Regions from separate parts of the Zea mays genome. Here region 2 is linked to region 1. The links are chromatin contacts, called in public Hi-C maps. All regions are on one chromosome and are shown on one strand. Each heading gives the region's core, a stretch centred on a gene start, on an enhancer-like site or on the middle of the called end of the contact. The rest is flanking DNA. Distances are from core to core; before and after follow the strand shown.

Region 1 (5,245 bases), core at 1,144-3,643:
GAAGCGGAGTCGGCGGCGGATCCCCCGAGGCGGCGCGTGCCCGAGCGTGTGGGCCAGGGGGCAAAGGAAGTGCTCGAGGATGGCCATGGCGAGGAACATGGACACGAGGATGGCGGTGGCCACGAACCCGAACGACACTGCGCTCACGCCACTGTCTAGCTTTCGCCACCACATCTCCTCCTCCGCCGCGGCCGCGGCCGCCGCCGCCGACACAACCGCTGGGGGCATCGCAAGCCCGTCGCGCGCCACGGCAGCCATTGTTGTTCCAGTCTCCGACGATGCCGGTCACGGCCCGCGGTCGCGATGCGCCATTGCTGGCTCGCTTCGCTCGAGTAGGGTGTGGTGGAGTGGTGTGGGTTGGCTTCCGAACCCGAACTCGGACCTTTCACCTTTGGAGTTCCTGGCTTTCTCTGCCGCGTCGTCGTGACGCGGAGAGATCTGGGAGGAGGAGCGAAGGACAGGAAGTTGCCGCCGAACCCGAACCTGCCGTACCGGGAGGACTGCTGGAGCGAGGGCGAGACGGCCGCGCTCGTCGACGCCTGGGGCTCGCGCTACCTCGACCTCAACCGCGGGAGCCTCCGCCGGCCGCAGTGGCAGGAGGTCGCCGACGCCGTCAAATCTCGCCCCGGGGCCTCCGCGCGCCGCCAGACGACCGGGGGATCTGGGGGCGACGCACGCGGGGGGTAGGGTACATAGGATGGACGGTCCGGATAAGCACTTGTGTCCCCAGCCCCGGCAGGATCGCCGCCACAGCCATCGGTCGTAGGCTACTACTCCAACAACGCTAGGGTTTGCTTCGGCTCGCGGATGGGGCGGTTTGTGCGCGTGATCCGTGGGCAGTTGGGGAATCGCGGCCTGGGGGCGGGCGTGAGGGGAATCGCGGCGGGAGGGGGAGGGGAATCGTGGCGGCGGGGGCAGCGCGTGATCCGCGGCCGTTAGGGAATCGCGGCGGGTGTGGTGCGGGCGTGCGCGTTATCTGCGGGTGGAAGGGGATGCGGCGGCAGCAGTCTACACTGCCCCCTTAATAGTTAGTAGAGATAATAAAAAATATTATATAATATTACTAAGTTTAATCACTTGTTATGTAATAAGAATTTTAAATTTTTATAAATTATTTTAATTCATGAGTCTATTTTATAGCTAATTGATATATTGAACTAAAGTTATGACACAAGAACAATACCAAAAAAAATAAAGACGACATAACGATGAATATATTCAACTTTTATATAATGACTCTAGTGTTCATGAGATAACTAACAAATTTACGAGAGAATTCAAAAATCCAACTAGTCTCGAGGATCGATGAAAATTCGTCAATCTACGCTCGTACATGTTAAATTTATTGTATACACACCAACTATCAGGTGACAACTTTCGTTGAAATCTATAGATTTTATTATTCACGAGATCTAATGTAGTATGTATATAAGTTGCTGGCACTCATTCTACTGCTTCGTGTGATCACATGCAGAGGCAAGTCAAGTGGTCAGCAGCAATCGACAGTTGGCTAGCCAGACGACAGGATGAATCCTAAAGGGATGAGGTTCAGATACCAGCGTCTGTAAACGAATTAGGTGTGACGTTTTATGCATCGATTGATCATTCAACGAATATTTTATCTTATATTCTTTGTCTCTTTTAGACTTTGGTTGACATACTACAACAGAGTTATAGATCATGTATTACCAAACACTATATTAAAAAATTTTATTATTATGCTGCACAAAATTTAGAGTATATATATTTAGATACCCACAATTTAGACTATATATATTCTCTTGTCTATGTCGCAGCTTTGGGAGAGGCCATGGCCCCTGCCGGCCCCTTTTGCTCCGCCCCTGCTCGGCCACCTCTTCGGCCGACCCAATCTCAACTCCACAGCTCTTCCATTCCATCTGCAAGGTTGGAGTACGCATGGCAATGGCATCAACACACACGAGCCATCCATCCTTGGACCTGTTAGTTGCTACGAATGAATGCAGAGGTAGGCTCCAATCCAAAACCGGGATGCTTCCAGAACCACCAGAACGGAACCCGTGACGCCCGGAACGCCTGCGAAATTCAGAGTCGGCGCGCCTTTGTTAATCGCGGCGCAGGCAGAAAGGGTCCAGACGCCCTTCACATGCCCTTGTTTCTTTGCGGGTTGGAGGGATGCGTCCTCATCTCTCTTTCAGAGTTCAGACGTCCACCATGCCACTAGAGTACTTGGCTGCTGCACATTTCGCTCGCTCAATGATCAGAGAGGCCCACCTGTCTGTGGGAGCTGTGGCTGGCTGGCTGGGCGTAGATGCCTCTGCACCTTCCGAGGCTGAAGCGGACGTGCTGCTGTACCTGTACTTAACGAGATTGGATATAAGCAGGAGGAGGAGAGCCTCCTCGCAGCTCTCACACGAGCTCTGTCTGTGTGAAGATGAGGAGGCGCTGCAACCAGCTGGGGCTGCCTCTCGCGCTCTTGTTTGCCGCTCTTCTTGGCGGCGCGCAATGCCAGAGCTCTCACGGTGGTGGCGGCGCCGCCGCTAACCTCACGGTGGTGGGCACCGTGTTCTGTGACGCCTGCTCCACCAGCTCCTTCTCCAAGAATAGCTACTTCTTGCCAGGTACTTTGATCCATCGGCTGCAATGTCCACGCCCACATTTTTCTGTGCAAATGGAGCGTAATAATACCTTTTAAATGTTTTCGTTCAGAATTCTGACGATATTTTCGGAACTTCAATCCTTTCAATACTGTGTCTGCGAATTGCTTGTGGACATGCCCTGTGTTTCCTGCTGCCCCGCTTCATAATTTCCTACTGTTAGGGCTATTTGGGAGCCATAAAAGCCAAAAAAACGGAGAGGGTTGGGTAAAATCGCCTTATTATTCAATTTTGAATAAAAATTAGATTTTATTCCCTCCCATCCTCTCTAATATTTCAGCTCTCAAACTAGCCTTTAACACGAAAAAAGATTGTATTTCTACCAGCAAGAATTTCCCTGTCCATCTTTCCAATAACTGTTGAAGAATCATACGCAGAACAACTGGCAAGCCCTTGTCCTGGTTTGGCAACCCAACAAGGTAACACGGCGGCTAGGATGCACGACTTGCTTGAGGCCCACTTGGATTGCAGAAATCTCAGAGCATACAGGATTTTTATAGGAATAGTTTATTTTCACAGAAACAACATAAAGCATAAGAAAACGGAAAAGGTTCCCGCATTCTTCTGAAGAAGGCCTAATTTAATGACTAGCAACGATTTCTATTTATACTTAAGTAAAAATATAAAACATAAAAATATGTGTACTCTATTGACTAGGTCAATAGGTAGGTGTGAATATGGATTTTGAGTCAACATTCATATCCCATTTGTATATAATTCTATCATTTTACTGTTTAAATATGTACGTTTCTTCGAGGACCAAAGTCCATAACACAAGGAAATTCAGCCCAACTGGGAACGTTTACTGACACAATTACATTGCACAGAAATGCCAAATGGACACCAATTGCATCTGCGTATTCTGAGTTCTAGCTATAGCAGGGATGAAGCACAACTTTGAATTGTACTGTACTTATCAAATTGTTGGCGTGCTTGAATTCAAACATAAACACATGCCAAATTTTCGACTGCGAGAGTAAGACATTCTCCCGACATTATATTCTCACACAAGTCCAGAAACCTTCGAACCCCTGACTCACCCATACACAGCGGCCCTGCCGTAGACCATATGAGAAACGACCGTGACCGGGATTAGACTTTAGACTTAAGCTTTAGCGTGGAACAGACGAGGAGATTTTTTTTAAACACAGCCTGAAATTCATTTTCACATGTAGTCGAACTCAAAATCTGAGAAGTGCTATTTAGATCACTTAACCAACTTGGCTAGCACATGCCAAATATTTGCTAAGCGACACCAGCTTTACTCATCTGCATCTGACATCTCTGTATGAATCTACATCTGAAGCCATTCTGATATAAAGAATTGATCAGTTAGCCCACTTAAACCTACCGCGTTATATCCATTTCTCTGAATTTGTCAGTCTCCTCATTCAGGTGTCCGAGTCCGGCTGGACTGCATGATCAAAGTGAACTCGAACTCCAAGGAGGAGATCAAGATCACGGCCGAGAAGGTGACCAACAGCGACGGCGCGTACCAGCTGGACATCCCGGCGATCGACGGCTTCGAGTGCGCGGCGCCCGGCGCGACCGCCGGCGAGTCCTTCTGCCGGGCGGCCGTGCTGGACAACCCGTCCGCGCTGTGCGGCGTGCCGGCCGTGACCACCACGGTCGGCCACATCTCTCTGCCGAGCCAGGACCCCAGCGCCTGCTTCTACAGCCTCAACTCGCTCTACTACCGCCCCAGCAAGCCGGGCCCAGCTCAGTGCGGCGGCGCCGCCGGCCTGTCACCGCCTGCGGCGGCGCTGAACACGTCCCTGTTCTACTGCCCGCCGTGGCCGTGGCCGCCCATCCCGTTCTGCACGCCGCGGCCGTGGTTCCCGCCCATACCGTTCTTCACCCCGCCGCCGCCGGCGTTCCCGTTCCCGCTGCCACCGCTGCCGTTCTTCACCCCGCCGTCGCCTCCGCCACCGGCGTTCCCTTTCCCGCTGCCACCACTGCCATGGACGACGCCACCGTCGCCTCCGCCGTCGCCTTCGTTCCCGTTTCCTCATCTGCCGCCGATCTTTACAACACCATCGCCTCCGCCACCGCCGCCGCCACAATTCCCGTTCCCTATGCCACCGCTTCCACACCTGCCTCCTCTCCCGCACTTCCCACCGCTACCGTCACTTTACTCACCGCCACCTCCTCCACCTCCACCACCGCCTCCGCCGCCGTCGTTCCCGTGGACGTTTCCGCCGTTACCGTTTTTCCCTCCTGGTCCTGGTTCGTCTGGGCCATCTCCTCCACCGTTGATGAGTGGTTCTCGTAAAGATCCAACCACTTGGTCTCCTTCCAATAAACAACCATGAAGTAAATAATACTTGGCTCCTTCTGGGAAGGATAATGTGCATTGCAAAAGACTATGTTATATGTATTTTTTTTCTGTTTTATATCCCTGAGCTGTATGGATACGAATGTAAGTTTCTGCTTGCCCCCGATACGTATATACATAAAATTCCTAGGTTTTGAACACAATGCAATACAAACTTGCCAATACGTATACATACATAAAATTTCAGTTGTTATTCATTGTTTTTTAGGTCTTGTTCAGTTGTTCCGTCTTTGGCAGTGTGCAGTCAGGACTGCAATGCAAACCCAAACCAGAT
Region 2 (5,245 bases), core at 968-3,467, 180 kb after region 1:
TTTGTGGGGGCTTCCTGGCAAAATACTGAGCCTTAGGTCCTGGCCGAAGCCCCTTGATCATGGCCTCAATGACAATTTCATTGGTCACTATAGGCGCTTGTGCTCTTAGACGCAGGAACCTTCGGACATTCGCCTGAAGGTACTCCTCATTGTCCTGCGTGCACTGAAACAAAGCTTGAGCAGTGACTGGCTTCGTCTAAAAGCCTTGGAAGCTAGTGATTAGCATATCCTTGAGCTTCTGCCATGATGTGATTGTCCCTGGCCTGAGAGACGAATACCAAGTTTGAGCTACACTTTTGACTGCCATGACGAAGGATTTCGCCATGACTGCAGTATTGCCCCCATATGAATATATGGTTGCCTCATAGCTCATTAGGAACAGCTTCGGGTCTAAGTGCCCATCATATATAGAAAGCTGAGGTGGCTTGTATGATGGGGGCCATGGGGTAGCCTGCAACTCTACTGCTAGAGGAGAAGCATCATCAAAAGCAAAATTACCATGATGGAAATCATCATACCATTCATCATCGTTGCACGAATTGTCTTGACGAAGCTCTCTGTGTTGAGGCCTTCGGTCTTGGTCATCTTGGGTGAGATGACGCATTTCCTCGGCGGCCTCATCAATCTTCCTCTGAAGATCAGCGAGACGAAGCATCTTTTCTTTCTTCTTCTGGACCTGTTGATGAATGGCTTCGAGGTCCCTGATTTCTTGGTCCAACTCATCCTCCTGAGGCGTAATGTTTCTTGATTAATGTCTAGTGGCTGCAATGCAGCCCCTAGCCCTGATGACTTCTTCGGCGGCTATGAATCAAGAACAAGGCAACACAAATATTAATGGTTAAAGGCCTTCGTCCTTTGTAACATTATTTCCTTCAGGATATAATGATCTTCGGACGAAGGTCATGAAGGACATACCTTCATCGTTTTAACATACAGCGACATAAATATGAACATATGTATCACAGAAAGAGTATGAATAAACATATTGAATCATTAAATTATTCATATCGACATTATATAATCATGAACAAACATCAATGGTATTAAGTTACATTTATACCTAAATCCGAGGGTGACGTGCGAATGATTACAAGTTAACGTGAATAGTACGGTGTTACTGTTCATCTATTTATATGCACAGGACACAGCCTGGGTAAAATTACATTCATGTCCCCGACATTTACTATTAGCTAAAAGGTAATCTGTCGAGGACTGAGCAGTCTTTTCCTTTTAAGTCGGTTTCATCCTTCATCATCATCCTTGTGCTGAATCGAAGCTTCTTCAGCCATAGCTTCGGAGTTGGTCTATCCTTCGAGATCAAGCTTTTTCATACCATACACGCCTTCGTCTTAAACCCGAAGCTTACTGTGACAATATATTATACTGGAAAACATGTTAGTCGTGTTTTTAGGACCTTCGGAAGAGGAAGGCCCCCAACACTAATATAGAAACGAAAATTAAGGGTGTGTTTGGTTTGACTTGCCGCCTAAAAGACAAAAGTCAAACCAAAGGGCTGGATCCAGGAGACACCTTTTGTAAAAGCTGACTTTCTCGCGGTGCAAAATTGAAAACACCACTGGACCTGCTTTTAGTGGCTTCTGGATAGAACTATGAAAACATATATAAAAAAACTTTTAACGGTTTTTAGTGGTTTCCACCAAACGGTTTTTAGTTTTTTAACAGCTCACAGCTCACAACAGCCTTTTCCACAGCTCACAGCCCACATCAGCTTTTTTACAGCTCTGTGAAAAAAGCTGTTGTGGGTTGTGAGCTGTGAAAAAAACTGCTGTGGGCTGTGAACTAAGTAAAAAAGTTAGAAATTATTTGGTGGAAATTACTAAAAGCCGCTAAAAGTTCTTCCATTTATATTTTCACAGTTTATCCGAAAACCACTAAAAACAGGTCTAAAGGTGCTTTTAGTTTTGTACTGTGAGAAAGTCAATTTTTAGAAAAAGTTACTTACTAATTCCAGCCTTTTGGTTTAGCTTTTGGCTTTTAAGGACAAAAGGCAAAACTAAAAGTTAAACCAAACACACCCTAAACGTCGAACGTTATTATGGGTGAGTTGCAAGTGCAGCCTGCGAGAGAAGACCCATTTCGGTGTGCCCATGTGAAAAGAAGTCCACAAAGCCCAGCAAGCAGCCCAACCGATCCCAATCCCAAATTCCCAACACGAAGCCCAGCCAGCCCTTCCCCACTAGGCTAGCTAGCTAGTAGTATCTTTTTTAGTACGTGGCCAGCCGACAGGCGCTTGTCGGAGTCGAGCACTTGAGTCCCCTTCTCTCCTTCCCTTCACCTCCCGATTGCCGCCGCCACCACCAGGCACCAGGCCCACCACCGCGTCTCCCAACCCCAAGCACTCGACGCCATGGTGTCGGATGCCAGCAAGAAGAAGGCCGCCCAGAAGAAGGCCGCCGCGGCTGCCAAGAGGGGAGGCAAGGCCGCGGCGGCGTCCTCCTCGTCGTCGTCTGCGGCCGCGGCCGCGGCCGTCGACAAGGCGGCGAACGGCGTCGCGGCGCTCAAGCTATCGGACCGGACCTGCACCGGCGTCCTCGCGTCTCACCCGCTCTCCCGCGATATCCACGTGAGCACCCCTTCCCTACCCAACCGTCGTCTTCCTGTTCATTCGAGATTCGTGGCGTGAATCTTTTACACTCCGCCCCAGGCGCGGAGGACCTAGCAGTATATTTTATTTCCCCTATTCATTCCTCGCATTCTCCATGCGCATACTGGGTCAGCTTTGAGACGCTTGGAATCGCCGACATGTTTGATTGATCGCTAGAGATCTCCACTGCTTTGTTTCATTCCACGGCGGACTGACCTGTTGGTTTTGATGTGGGTATCGACCTTTTGATCTTTGAATTAGTCGACTACTGTTTATTTTGTTAGATGGGAAATAAAGATGAGCACATAAAGGGACGAAAGAAACAAAGCCCTCTGATACCGCATCCAGTATCATTGGATAATATCCTATATCTAATAACCGAGGTTCTTTCCTATTACTTGTCCTGACACTTCCTTTTGCCATTAAAGGAATTGAAAGAGATTTTTTGGCCTCATTTAAATTAGAACTCTCTTGATTCAATATTTGGGTGCTACATCTCCTGTTGATTTGTTTAGCTCTTTGCTGATTGGTGATTTCCTAGTTCCCTAATAATCTAATTTTTTTATGTTGCAGATAGAGTCTCTCTCTTTAACATTCCATGGGCATGACCTTATTGTGGATTCTGAGTTGGAGCTGAACTACGGGAGGTAAAAACATAAATATACAATGCTACCATTCAGTTATGAGCAGGTATGCTCTTGGAGCACGTCACTGATACCATTCATCTGTTATATTTTTATTTGATATATCAGGCGATACGGTTTGCTTGGGTTGAACGGCTGTGGGAAATCTACTCTTCTCACAGCAATAGGCTGCAGAGAACTTCCTATCCCTGAACACATGGACATATACCATCTAAGCCATGAGATTGAAGCTTCTGACATGTCCGCACTGCAAGCTGTTGTTACTTGTGACGAAGAAAGAGTGAAATTGGAAAAGGAAGCTGAAATTTTGGCTGCACAGGCGAGCTCCTGGAATCACAGAATTGTTACTTTCATATGTTCCTTCTCTATGTACTGCCTTTTTCATGTTGCAAACTATAAATTAAAGCTGGTTGCATTTTTAGGATGATGGTGGTGGTGAAGCTTTGGAACGTGTTTATGAGCGTCTAGATGCAATGGATGCTGGAACTGCAGAAAAGCGGGCTGCTGAATTATTATTCGGTCTGGGCTTTAACAAACAAATGCAGACAAAGAAAACTAAAGATTTCTCTGGAGGTTGGCGTATGAGGATTGCTTTGGCAAGAGCACTTTTTATGAATCCAACGATCCTTTTGCTTGATGAGCCCACAAACCATCTAGGTAAGTCTTGGGAAATAAAAAATCAATGGAAATGTAATTAGAATACTATGTTTTCAGTAGATAGAAATTTAATTGGGACCCTGCTATCAGTGAAATATTTATTTATACAAGTTGGAACTTCATATCCATATGCACATTTGCACAACTTTACATTTCATTAATTAGTAAGGCAGCTTCCTTCAGGCATTGATAGATGGGTTTCACCCAAACATAAATGATACCTTGTGAATTCTTACGAACATTTGCACACCCTTACTTTATACTTTTGAATAGCACTGCCAAAATTGAATAATTCTTATGTGTCCTGTCAAAATTAGTTTTTACAGGCTGTTTTCAACTCAGGTCTTGAATGCATCGTTTTCTAATTCTTTACCCTCATTTGCAGATCTTGAGGCTTGTGTCTGGTTGGAAGAGACACTGAAGAAATTTGACCGCATACTTGTTGTCATATCACACTCTCAAGATTTTCTAAATGGAGTGTGCACTAACATTATCCATATGCAAAGCAAGAAGCTCAAGTTATACACTGGTAACTACGATCAGTATGTTCAAACTCGCTCTGAGCTTGAAGAGAATCAAATGAAGCAGTACAAATGGGAGCAGGAACAGATTGCTTCAATGAAGGAGTACATTGCTCGCTTCGGTCATGGTTCTGCAAAGCTTGCTCGTCAGGCTCAGAGCAAAGAGAAAACTCTTGCAAAGATGGAGCGAGGTGGTCTCACAGAGAAGGTTGTTAGGGACAGAGTTCTAGTGTTCCGGTTTACAGATGTTGGCAAGCTTCCTCCGCCCGTGCTTCAATTTGTTGAAGTCAAGTTTGGGTATACACCAGATAATCTCATATACAAGAGCCTTGACTTTGGTGTTGATCTTGACTCTAGAATCGCATTGGTTGGTCCCAACGGGGCAGGGAAGAGCACTCTTCTGAAGCTTATGACTGGTGACCTTGTTCCATTAGATGGCATGGTTCGGCGCCACAATCACCTGCGCATTGCGCAGTACCATCAGCATCTGGCGGAGAAGCTGGACCTGGACATGTCAGCCCTGGCTTACATGATGAAGGAATACCCTGGGACTGAAGAAGAAAAGATGCGTGCCGCTGTTGGCAGGTTCGGCCTGTCAGGAAAGGCGCAGGTGATGCCGATGAAGAATCTTTCTGATGGGCAAAGGAGCCGCGTCATCTTTGCATGGCTGGCATATAGGCAGCCGCAACTGCTACTGCTTGATGAGCCGACAAACCATCTGGATATCGAGACCATTGACTCACTGGCAGAGGCGCTGAATGAGTGGGATGGTGGTTTGGTCTTGGTGAGCCACGATTTCAGGCTGATCAACCAGGTCG

Evidence for each region. A called contact is a pair of places that touch in the nucleus more often than the background predicts.
Region 2: a Hi-C map of ear shows a contact between it and region 1, with 2.1 times the contacts expected there. The contact joins the promoter of LOC103640881 here to the promoter of LOC100277782 in region 1. A contact is called at or near these places in 3 of 25 Hi-C or Micro-C datasets (ear, leaf and tassel).

Annotation. Positions count from the first base shown.
Region 1 is chr10:14,890,713-14,895,957 of Zm-B73-REFERENCE-NAM-5.0, forward strand. LOC100277782 reads left to right here and starts at 2,394. Exons shown (of 2, transcript NM_001372525.1): 1 at 2,394-2,600; 2 at 4,032-5,111. The coding sequence starts at 2,414. The coding sequence ends at 4,948. LOC103642320 reads right to left here and starts at 258. Exons shown (of 2, transcript XM_020545289.1): 1 at 1-258. The coding sequence starts at 258.
Region 2 is chr10:15,071,474-15,076,718 of Zm-B73-REFERENCE-NAM-5.0, forward strand. It overlaps LOC103640881 (ABC transporter F family member 1), which reads left to right and starts at 2,218. Exons shown (of 5, transcript XM_008664337.4): 1 at 2,218-2,584; 2 at 3,179-3,252; 3 at 3,358-3,568; 4 at 3,672-3,906; 5 at 4,292-5,245. The coding sequence starts at 2,369.